Regions from separate parts of the Sus scrofa genome. Here region 1 is linked to region 2. Evidence: chromatin contacts called from public Hi-C data. All regions are on one chromosome and are shown on one strand. Each heading gives the region's core, a stretch centred on a gene start, on an enhancer-like site or on the middle of the called end of the contact. The rest is flanking DNA. Distances are from core to core; before and after follow the strand shown.

Region 1 (6,457 bases), core at 2,403-4,902, 550 kb after region 2:
TTCAAAGAATAGAATTTTATGACAACTTGCTCTTTCACTGTTAATAATATAGAGCCAATTCGACCCTCATTTCTGTCACAGTGCTGTCGAAAATGGCAGGTGTTAGACGGCTTCCAAATGGGCTAAGTCAATAGACTTCATTCTCAGAATTCATTCCTATAAGTGGTTTTGGTCTTAGAGCAGCTTAAAGATTTTGAATAATGCTCTTTATTAACTAAAACTCAAGAAATCAGGAGTTCCCATTGTGGCGCAGCAGAAACGAATCTGACTAGTATCCATGAGGATGCTGGTTCAATCTTGCCTCACTTGGTGGGTTAAGGATTGGGCATTACCATGAGCTGTAGTGTAGCTTGCAGAAGTGGCTGGGATCTGGTGTCCTGTGGCTGTAATGTATGCCAGCAGCTGCAGCTCTGATTTAACCCTTAGCCTGGGAACTTCCACATGCCGTGGGTGTGGCCCTAAAAAAGCCAATAAACAAATAAATATAAATAAAAATTTTTTAAAATTCAAGAAATGGGACAGGTTACCCTGGAAGTGTTTAAAAAATTTTTTTTCATATCACCTTCCAGGTTGTTTAAAAAGTTGACAGTATTAAGTTTTAATAAACCACTAGAGGGCTCTATGTAGGCATGCTGGGGTCAAAAGGAGGGTAGTATTTCAGATCAACTCTCAGCAAACCAATTTTGGAATTTCTGCAGCTTTTTTTTTTTTTTTTTTTTTTTTTTTTTTTGTCTTTTTGCTATTTCTTGGGCCACTCCTGTGGCATGTGGAGATTCCCAGGCCAGGGGTCCAATCGGAGCTGTAGCCACTGGCCTACACCAGAGCCACAGCAACGCGGGATCATTAACCCACTGAGCAAGGGCAGGGACCGAACCCGCCACCTCATGGTTCCTAGTCAGATTCGTTAACCACTTAGCCACAACGGGAACTCCTCTGCAGCTTTTTTAGGGCTGCCGAAATGTCAGAATACCACTCACCTTTGGTTTTTAAAATTATGCTAATTTTAACTTTTCCCTCATTACCCCTCAACAATCACTGTATTATTTCACACCTAATTATACATCAGACTTTCTCAGTGGGGCCTCTCACTTAACACAAAGATTAGTTTTTTCTTCCCAGTAACATGGCTTTACTAATGCCCACCAATCCCCATCAGTCTCTCTCTCTTTTTTCTTTTAAGTACTTTTTTGAGAGTAGATTTAGATTCAAAGTTGAATGGAAAGTTGTTTCTACATACCTCCTGCCCCCATCTGTTTTGAAACACTCCTTTGCCAACTCAGATCTTATTCTACTAGAGAGCTTTTGTATCTTTATTCTCCCTCTACCTTGGCTTTTTATAAACGCGACTAACCAAACACACTTGTCCCTTAATGTTTCTGCTCGGTCATACTATCAGACTTTTACCTGCTAAACTTAAGCCCATTTACAACAGGTATGCAGGCAGGATTAGTGTGAAGGAAATCAGTTGCTAGATCTTCCAACTTCCACAAGTACTAAGGAGAATGTGCTTACTGTCAAGAAGTTTAATTAATAGTCATTTAGTAAATCTTAGTTAAGACTTTTGGTATACTTCCCAGAAACAGAATGCTGTTTAATGACGAGGTACCAAATCCTGCTAGTCAGGTGGCTTCAAGTTAATTTTCTGTTTTCAACAGAAGGAATCCTTCCTAACCAAACTGTCATCCGCTAATTTTTTTTTCTTTTTTGTCTTTTTAGGGGAGTACCCTCAGCATATGGAGGTTCCCAGGCTAGGGGGTCTAATCAGAGCTGTTGCTGCCCGCCACAGCCATAGCCACAGCCACGCCAGATCCCTGACCCACTGAGCGAGGCCAGGGATCAAACCCGCAACTCCATGGTTCCTAGTTGGATTCGTTTCCACTGTGCCAGGACAGGAAATCCTGTCATCTGATAATTTAAAAAAGAAAGAAAGAAAGAAAAAGAGGGAAAAATAAAAAACTGTTGCTATGTGATTTCTGGTGTGGCAAAGGGTTTAAAAAGTTAAGAGACACTGCAAGAACAAAACCCCTTTTGTCTTCATATCAAAGTATTTCACTCAGCTTAGGGGCTGAATCAGTCTCCTTCTGGCAACAATTATCTACGGTAATATTTATCCATAGATACATGAATTGGCAAGAGGGGATGAACAGCCCAAGTGATGTAACATTTTAAAATGCCAACATTCATGATCATCTGTATATTACATCCCTTGCTACTATTAAAATTTAAGATTAAAATGTTTTAACACAAAAAAGTGGAATGAGGTATGCGGTTTTGTACTGTTCTTTTGAGAAGTATTTGGGCATGCCATTAATTCTAAGTTGCGAAATACAAAAGATCCAGAAATGTGTGTGTTAGATAAAGAACACCTTAAAAAGTAGAAAAGCACTTCTGACCTCTCAGAATAACGTAATTTATACGTCATAAAATATGGCCTTTCCAAAGACTTGATAGGCTTTCTAATTAGTATTGTTCCTTCTGTAGGAAAAAAACCGTAGTACACACCCATCTTCCCAAACGGCTTTTAATCACCGTGGTATAAGAGGCTTATATTCTAATATTTTTCTCCAGCAGAAATAGTCACACTTTAAGAACTATTAAGCAGAGGGGCTTTGGAATCAGACCGAAGTTGGGTTCTACCACTAATGCCTGACTGGGCACAGGAGTCCACCCCTGGCTGCATCTCGGGATGCTCGAAAGTGGGTGGCTTTTCATTGTCTTCAACCAGCGCTTTAACGACGTGGAGCTACTTTTCCACATTTGTATAAAAGATGCCAATGGTCCCCCTCACAGGCCACACGACAGCGGATTCGAACCAGTCCCGCCCAGCCAAGTGAGCGGCATAAATTCCCACTGTGAAGTTTCTGACTTGCACTACCCTGCCACAGTCCCTACGGAGGCGGGGCGACTCGGGGACAGCTGGCAAAGTCTGGGGACGGTTTTGGTCGTCAGGCACCTAGCGGGTAAAAACCAGGAAAGCTGCTAGCCACGCCCCCGAGACCCAACCCGCGCCAAGGGGAGCGCTGCGCGGGGAGAGAGGTCCTAGATCTCTGAGAGGAAGCTGGTCCCAAAGCCTTCGCTTTCTAACTCCAAGGGCCGACGGGCACCCAGTCCCTCGGTCGCTTTTCCTGAACGGCGCTTAGGGCTACACTGGTACCTCGCGAAGCGCCCGCCGCTCCTCACGCGCTGGTGGAAAGTTCGCAGCCGCGCAGCCTGCTGGGAGCACGAGACCGCCGCGGTCAGTGAGCGTCGCCTACTGCGCTCAGCTTGGTAGCGCGAGGCGGGTGTACGTCACTTCCGCCGCGGACCCGCCCACCACCCCGCCCCCAGCGCGTCCGTAACCCAGGGCAACTGTCTTGGTCGCCCGCCGGCGGGGACTAAGCTGCCCGGGGGCCTTCCACCCAGCTGGCTCCACTGGAGGGTGTGAGCGGCCGCGGCCGCTTCCCCGCCTCCGGGCAAGGCCCCTGACCTCTCCACGGGGCGGCAGAGCGAGACGTCCTGCCCAGTTCGGAAGGAAGCCGCCCTCTCAGGCGAGGAGGCAAAAGGGAGAGGTAGCGCGGGCCTGGGCTGAACTAAGAGTAGGCAGGGTTTGAGGAGGAGGGCGCGGCATGGGTGGGGCAGTGGGAGGAGCCGTTGACAGGGCGGAGCCCTGGGAGGGAGGAGCCAATGGAGGAAGGGGGCTTGGTGGAGCAAGTAGGGCCGCTTTGCAGGAGGGCACAGCTGTTGAAATACGGGAAGACGTCTTTTTCGGTGAGGTAGGGCCCGGGGGAAAAAGGGGAGGAGCTAAATGAGAAAAAAGAAAGATCGTGGAAGGGGAGGAGCCTGCGGGGAGGGGGTGGGGCTACTAAAGGGAAGTGGAGCCGTCTGTGAAGTGCTTGGGCTTTAGGAGCGACAGGTGTGGTGTGTGTTTGACGGCTTAAATTTTCTTGTACATTGTTTGCTGTGTGAGAGCTGGGAGGCCAGGCCTTGCTTTATTTACCATTTTACTGCCAATGTTACGCATATAACAGGCACCTAGTGAGTAATGAGTAATAAATGTGAGTGGAAAAAAAAAGAGTCGAAAACTGAGATTGGAGTAGAAATGCTCTACTCCATAGGGAGGAATGGGTGTAGAAACCGCGCTCCTAGAAATCATTCTATGAATAATCAAAGCTGCTGTGCTCTGTGGGCATATAAGAAGCGTAAAGATAATTAATATGGGGAGATAAAATTTACACTCTTGAAAATGCAAACAAATTGTTCCAATTGGGTGGTGCATATGCTCAGCTTTAAGGCAGAGTTTCAGTTGCCCGCCAAGTTGTGGTCTCAGACTGAATTAGATTGGAATCCCGGTATCATTTTCCGTCGAAACTAGGAACAGCTATTTTCCTTTGGAAACAGTGATCAGCCTGCCCAGGACAATCTTCAAGACCTATTTAACCAGTTCATATGCTTGAAGCTTAAGTCTTTAGTAAGAAACTTAACTTCCGTCAGTGCTAACAGTGTTTGTATTCTTTGATTTTTTTCATTCAACACATATTGATAAGGATCCACAGGAATATCCATTTATAATTTTAAATGAGGCTGCGTGTTTCCCTGGCTGATATTCTGACATAGATTCAAGATCCTTTTAAACCTAAATTGGGTGTAGGAGCTTGCTGTAGAGCCCGGGAGTGGTAAGGAGTTTTGAGGGAATGCTGCCTGCCTTTGACAGAAACAACTCGCTTTTGTCTTACACACTCTGCACTTTTCACATTTTCTAGCCTATCCCCTCTCATCATTTACTGATTAAGGGAGTTCTCTTATGGCACAACGGGTTAAGGATCTGGCGCCTCTGCAGCGGTTTGGTTGCTATGGTGTGGGTCATATCCCTGGCCCAGGAACTTACACATGCCACAAGAGTGGCCAAGAAAAAAATTTAATTAAGAATATGTCAACCAGAGAAACTGGTACAACATTGTAAGTCAACTATACTTTAAAAAATTAAAAATTAAAAAAAAAAAAGAATGTGTCAACCAGGTGTAGGGATCAAGAGTAAGGCATGTGTAGTCTGTCTGTATAGATTAGTGATAGCAAATATTTGGCAAAGATGGTAGCAAAAAGATAAAAATGTGTTGGCATTCTTCAAAGCCAGTAACATGCCTCCAATTTCTCTCATGCTTTGAATCTCTGTCTTTTGCTGCTACTGCTCCTGGTGCCACCCAGAGAAAACACCCAGCTTTTAAAGGGCTCATGTCACTAGATTAGGCCTACCCAGATAAACCAAAATAACTTCCCTATCTTTGGGTCAGTTGATTAGAAACCATAATTACATCTATAAAGTCCCTTTTGCCAGGTAATATAAGTTATTCGAAGATGTTACGGCTCATTGTATTCATAGTCCCAGAGATGAGGATGGGAAATCTTGTAGAGGGAGGACTTGCAGAATTCAGTTTACCGCACTTTCGTTCAAGAACATTGTAGAAAAGCTATTTCAACAGGTATTTTTTAACCTATTTTCTCTCCATGAACATAAACTTGTGCACAATTCATCCTCACCCCAGAAACAAAAGAACAAAAAAAAAAAATTCTCACCCTAATCGGAGTTTTATCTTTGAATTAAGTACACTCTTGGTCTTGCAAAGACATGGAGCCAGTATTCTGATACTTTCAACCCGTAATATTCATCTTTTACTCTGACTTTATGGTATGTACCCACCTGGTTTTGTACAGAATACCTATGGTTATTTGTTCCTTCCTATAGAGTTAAAACGTGCTCTCTTTTTTTTGGTAGTATTTCACAGAAAAATTGCAAATTAATTTTTCTACCTTCCCTCTCTATCATTATGCAGCTTTATGTACAACAATAACAATTTACAGGATTAAATAGCACTCTAGTCCTTTTAATATGTAACTCCTCATCAAGTTATTTTAAAAGCTATGTTATAGGTAAGCAAAGAGATCCTGCTGTATAGCACAGGGAACTCTATCTAGCCACTTGTAATGGAACATGATGGCGGATAATGGGAGAAAAAGATAGGTATATATATGCATGACTGGGTCCCTTTGCTGTACAGTAGAAATTAACAGAACACTGTAAATCAACTATAACGGAAAAAATAAAAATCATAAAATATAAAACTATGTTATAGCTGGTTTCTTCTTTTGCTTCAGGTATAATAGTTAAGTGAATCTGCTCTAGAAGCAGAAGGTTCTGGCCTTGCAGTCTCAGCTCTGACACTAACAGTCTCAGGGACTGTGTTCATCAGCAGAGGACAGGCTCCACGACAGCAGCAAACAGACCCTAAAATCTCCACAGTGTGTTATCATTCGTGCACAGTCTAAAGAGGGCTTCAGACTCTTGTGGGGGTTCTCCTCAAAGCTGTGACTCAGGATCCAGGCGTCCTTCGTTTTGTGGTGCTTCCAACTCAACGCGTGACTTCCAGAGTCTTAGCGGGAAGAGAAGGGAGCTGAAGGGGCACATTACCTCGTAAGGGCGTCA
Region 2 (5,809 bases), core at 1,480-3,979:
AGCCTACCAAGCCCAGAACACAGAATGACCCAGCCGCTAATGTCAGCAGTGCCCGAGGGTGAGACAGCTGCCCTGGGTCGTTCCTGGCATCTTGGGGACTTGTCAGAGGGAGCGGTGGTGATCCTCAAGTGAGAACCAGGAAAACCAAGGCTCACGTTCATTGGCTTGTTCAAGGCCATACAAAGTGGAGTCGTCTGCTGGCCAGTGCCCCCTCTCTAATACTCTCATCTGTTCTTCCAGATATGAGGCCATGCAAAGTCAGCCAGGAAGCACAGCGGGGGAGGTGGGATATGGAGAGCTTTACAGGGTCCCCAGACGCCCAGGACTGGCCTTCTGGGTGCCCAGTGGACAGGCAAGCCAGTCCCGGAGAGGGTGGTGCCCAGTAACGAGGGCTGTTGTCAGTTCTGCCACCAGAGGGCAGCAGAGACTTGGAAATGATTCTGCAGCCTGGGTCCCACCCACGGAGAGTCTGACCAAGCGGGTCTGCAGGGGGCGCCAGCCATCCTAGTGTTTTTTAAAAGCTCCCAGGTGATTCTTCTTTTTTGTGTGTGTCATTTTTCTATTTCTTGGCCTCTTCCGCACATATGGAGGTTCCCAGGTTAAGGGTCGAATCGGAGCTGTAGCTGCCGGCCTACACCAGAGCCACAGCAACACGGGATCCGAGCCAGGTCTGCAACCTCAGGGCAACGCTGGATTCTTAACCCACTGAGCCATGCCAGGGATCAAACCTGCAACCTCATGGTTCTTAGTCGGATTCGTTAACCAGTGAGCCACGACAGGAACTCCGAAAGCTCTCAGGTGATTCTAACGCAGCCAGGATTGAGAAACGCTGGTCCGAGGCCTCATTTGTCATGACTGATTACGTCAGAATCACCTGGAAGCTTTAAAAAATACCGGTGGGGAAACAACCCAAATGTCCCCAGACCAATGAAGAGCTAAACTGTAGGTCAGGGAGGTGTGAGTTTCCAGGAGTCACAAGGGCACCAAGAAGGAAGCAATCCTGAGACAGTTTCCCACTATCATCCCATCCAAAAGGGAGACACCACCCCACCCCACCCCGAGGCAGGAAGCAGTGGGAGATGGGCCTCAGGAGGAGGCAGCCTCGGGGAATGCACACGGGGACCCTCACTTCTGCGGCCCCCACCCTGTTCCTCCCAAAGCACACATTTGGGCTATGAGCACACGCGTGTACCAAAAAAAAAAAAAAAAAAAAAAAAAAAATCCTGTCATTTCAGTCAACAAAGTTGCCATCAAGCCATCAGCTAATGATGCATCTTTTTTTTCTTTTTTTTCCCTTTTTTTAGGGCTACACCCATGGCATATGGAGGTTCCCAGGCTAGGGGCTGAATCCGAGCTGTAGCTGCCGGCCTACGCCAGAGCCAGGGCAACGCGGTATCTTAGCCTCATCTGGGACCTACAGCAATGCTGGATCCTTAACCCACTGAGTAAGGCCAGGGATCGAATCCACAACCTCATGGATCTCAGTCAGGTTCATTAGCCACTGAGCCACGAAGGGAACTCCTAATGATGCACCTTGAGGGGAATCGGGGCTGGAGAAAAACAGGGTACTTGGCCCTAGAGAGTTAAGGATGCCTATCAAAGGAATGATTTCATCAAGCCCAGACTCCAGCATCTCCCCATACATAGAAAGGCACCAAAATCATTAATTTACAATGTCCGGTTTGAGCGATTAGCAGTAGTCTTTTATAATCTCTCTACTATATGTTTTTGCTTCTTTTCCTCCCCCCGCCCGCAAAACTCCTGTGTATCCTGGCTCCTCCATGTCCCCTAAGGACAGTCCCTCAGCGCTGAGAGGCTGCCTTCTTGGCCTCAGTCATGGCCTCACATAAAACAACTCCCAAATTCTAGCTAGTGCTTTTGTGCTTTTTTTTTTTTTTTTAATCAGCACCTCCGTGGCCAGCCAACAATGACCAGACAAGGTCAAGGACAAAAACACTTTAGTCCGCATCTACCTTCAAGCTTTCTTTCCCCCCCACCCCACTTAGGAGGAGGTAGGGACTCAGGAAGGGGAAGAGGCATGAAATGAAGGTGAAATTTAAGTTCTCAAGTAGCCTGGACATTTTGCTACCAAAGGTGTCTTTAAGAAACTGGAGGAAGTCTCTCGTGCCACCGCGGTGGCTTGGGTTCAGTCCCCGGCCCGGGGAACCTCCAGAAAAAGAAAGAGAAATTGGAAAGAAGGCCATCGGGAAACAAGATTTAGAGACAAAGAGAACCGCGTTTCCCCGGCAGGCTCCATCCCTGTGCAGGGGGCCAGCTCCCCTCGCTGGGTCCGGGCTGAGGATCCCAGGAGCTGGCAGTGTTCGGAGGCCTCGGGAAAGGTTCCTTAACCAAGGGCCATTAGAGATAAAACAACGGCGCTAGGAGTGTGGGGGCGCGGGGGGGCCGCTACTGGGGGAAGGGCCGCGGAGGAGGCCGGAGCCGTTTTACGCCAAGGCATCTCCCTGACTGCAAGAGAGGAGATGTGTCTGGTCGACGGGCTTCGGGGTGCGGATGGAGGGTTGGAGGGAGCCCCTCCTGGTACTGGCACCCTGCCCTCTCGCGGGCCGCCCTCGGGGGCAGAGCCATAGGCCTGGGGGGTGGGGGTGGGGTCCAGGGCTGTCTCGCAGCTTCCCTCAACCCCGCAGAGCCGTCCCCGCCAGCCCGAGGGTCTCCTGAAGCTGCAACACGTGCGGATGGCAGCGGGGGTCTCCATGGCAACACTGACGTCACGGGCCCGGAGTCCCCGAACGCTGCCTTCCGCCCCCAGCTCGGCCTGGTGCAACCCCAGCCTCGTTCTGCAGCAGCTGGGACATCTGGGGCGTTAGAGCTGCTGCCCTGCCCTCCTCTCGGTCTTGTCCTGGCCACTAGAGGCAGACAGGTGTGCACTGAGCCAGAAAGGTGTGAGCCGAGCCAGCCGCCTTCCGATCCCGGCTTCCTCCCGGCCCTTTGTCCTCAGCCCGCTCTCCGCCGGCTGCTGGCGAAGCAGCCTTTACTTCCTGTTTCAGTAACAGGAAGCTCCCTCCCGGGGAGAAAGCACATTTTAAGAGAATGCGGGAGGAGGAGCTAGGTCCCTCCCACCTCAACCTCTGCTCCCTCTGGTCCCTTCCACTGAAAGCCCAGGGCTTATGGAAACTACTCCCAAATTATCATATCCCCCTTCCCCAAGACTCAGCCTCTGCTCTGGAACCTTCTACTGCGAGGACTAGGACCTAAGGGGCCCTGCCTGTCTCTCCTGCTGCCAGGGACCCCACACTTCTGCCTCCTAAGAGTCTGTTCCTTCCAAGGCCAGACACTGCCTCAGGGCCTCCGCCCTTGCCCTTCCTCTGCCTGGATGGCTGTTCCCTCCTCCATCTCCCTCCCGGCTGGCCATTTTGGGCTCGCTCCATTTTAGCTCTGTGCACCACTGTTGTGTGCTTACAGGTTTGTGGGAGCTCCCTGGTGGCTGAGCAGGTTAAGGATCTGGTGTTGTCACTGCTGTGGCTCAGATCGCTGCCAGAGCTCGGGTTCAATCCCTGGCCTGGAAACTTTCTCATGCCATGAGTGCAGCCAAAAAAAAAAGCTGTGTGGGATTATTTGTCTAATGGCTGCCTCTTCCCTGACTGTATGCAGTGGAGGCAGTGTGCCAGGCACACAGGAGGTGCTTAATGTATACTTTTTTTAAAAAACTGGCTTATTGAGACATAATTCACATACCATACAATCCACCTAAGTCAAGTGTACATATGGTTTTTAGCTTATTTACAGAGCTGTGCAGGCAACACCACAGTCGATGTTAGGTGTTGTCATCACTAAAAAGAAACCTCTACCCCGCAGCTCTCACTGGCCTTTCCCCGACCCCTCGGCCCTAAGCAACTCTTAGCTGACTTTCTGCCACCATACATTTCCTGTGCTGGACGCTCAGATGGCTGGAGTCTTATAATTTGTGGACCTGACCATCTTTCACTCAGCAGCGTTTTCAAGGTTCTTGCTCAGTGAATGAATGAAGGGGTGTCTGAATGGAAGGCTATGGGAAGCGGAGGAGAGGGGCTCTCCTGGGTGGGATGATGGGCACTGGGTGGAAGGACCTGGGTCTGTTATGGGATCCACATCTCACAGGGCACAGACTCTGAGTGAGACAGTGGCTGAGCCGCCCCAGATACACACTTGATTGTCTTCAGCTTGATGTCAAGATTCCAGGCTCGCTGCCCAGCCTCTGACGTTAGATGTAGGTCGGATGGGCAGCCCACCGCCCCTCGTTCGCTTGCAGAGCTGCTTTCCTTTCTTCTTCCTTTTTTTCCCTCTCTTTTTAGGGCCACGCCTGTGGCACATGGAGGTTCCTAGGCTAGGGGTCCAATTGGAGCTGCAGCTGCCTGCTTATGCCACAGCCAGAGCCACGCCAGATCTGAGCTGCTTCTGTGACCTACACCCGCAGCCTGTGGCAATGCTGGATCCTTAACCCACTGAGCAAGACCAGGAATCAAACCCTATCTTCTTGGATATTAGTCGGGATTCTAACCCACTGAGCCACAATGGGAACTCCTTTCTTTGGGTTGGAATTTTTCATTCATTCATTCATACCATGTAAATGCATGGTTATGATCTACAAGTCTTTACCTTAAATATGAATATACTTTGCTTTTCAAAAATCAACTAAAATAGACAAAGGCTTTCCAGGGGGACTTGAGGCCACACCCGTGAACCTGGCGGCTCTGGACATCAGGGCTGCAGGAGCCCCCCACACCCACCAGGGGGTCCAGCCTGGGTGCCTTCCCTGTGTCGGTCCCTCCCAGACAGCTCTGGGGTGGTCTTGAAACGGAGCAGGAGCCTGCGAGCGGCTGCCCTCACCCGACAAGCCCTTCCTGGGTTCCGTTTTTCTTAATTTGTAGGAAATCGGCTTCATTCAGCCTCCTTGACGTTCCCTGACTTCCAAAGGGCAGCCCCGGACAGTTGCTAACCCGGGAAGGGTCAGAACACAGAGACGAGGAGGAGCAGTCAAGAGGCTGCAGCGCAGCCACGGGCCAGGGTCCTGGTTCCTCCTCAAGGAACAGACCTAGCAATACCTTTGAATTCTTCGGCAGGACTAAGGCTCCACCCAGGTGGAGGATGGCAACTTCAGGCTGAGCGCAAGATTCCTGGAGCACCGCCCAGTGACCTCACCACCAACCAATCAGAGCAAAGCCACATGCCCCCGCCCCCAAATTCTGCCTATTAAAAACTTCCTCCAAAAACCCTGGGAGAGTTGGGGAGGGGCATTATTGAGCACAAACTCCGCCCCTGCAGGAAACTGTCCTTGGCTCCGTACTCTGATATTTTCGACTAACTTGTGTTCGGTAACAGCCTCTCAGCATGGCTCCAAGAACACTTGACACATGTGGCTTGCATTCTGTCTCTAAGACGGCACTAGTCTTGAACAGCCACCCACCTGGGGGGACAGCGCCCCCCACCCCATCACCGTGATGGATGCCACTGGAGCTGTAACCATGTGCGACCCTAGGGGGCCTTCCTGGGGCAGGCCCTTGCCCCATATCCTCTGCTTTAGCTCCTCTGAAGTCCCTCCATAAGAGCATCTGAAGTGCATTTCCTGAGTTATTTACACAGGTGAAAATCCATGGGCTTATAGCCCCTGGGCTTCCAGGAGCCTAAGGACTGAGAGCATTACCCATTGTGACTCCGCCCTTGTTACCTCCCATCAGCCAATCAGAGAACTGTGCAACAGCAGATCACTTACCCTGCACCCCCCGCCCCCCAGCCCTGGCTTTTAAAAATGCTTTGCAATTTCGGTTGGGGCTTTTGGGGGAGGTGGGGGCGCGAACCACCCATCTCCTTGCAT

The links. Hi-C and Micro-C count contacts between places; a contact is called where the count stands out from the background.
Region 1: a contact with region 2 is called in a Hi-C map of embryonic fibroblasts, with 2.1 times the contacts expected there. The contact joins the promoter of C6H16orf46 here to the enhancer-like site in region 2. A contact is called at or near these places in 2 of 5 promoter capture datasets (fetal liver and fetal skeletal muscle), 2 of 47 Hi-C or Micro-C datasets (embryonic fibroblasts and liver) and 2 of 2 datasets of contacts at active chromatin or transcription factors (alveolar macrophages and skeletal muscle).

The regions. Positions count from the first base shown.
Region 1 is chr6:7,185,857-7,192,313 of Sscrofa11.1, forward strand. It overlaps C6H16orf46, which reads left to right and starts at 3,653. Exons shown (of 4, transcript XM_021097049.1): 1 at 3,653-3,752.
Region 2 is chr6:6,640,777-6,646,585 of Sscrofa11.1, forward strand. No RefSeq gene overlaps it. Among named protein-coding and RNA genes, the nearest start is that of PLCG2, 41 kb to the left of the region's middle. Within about 2 kb of position 2,730, at least 52 of the 83 cell types and tissues checked have an H3K27ac peak or open chromatin away from gene starts, as enhancers often do. A contact at or near this core is called in alveolar macrophages, embryonic fibroblasts, fetal liver and 3 more, where this site is marked.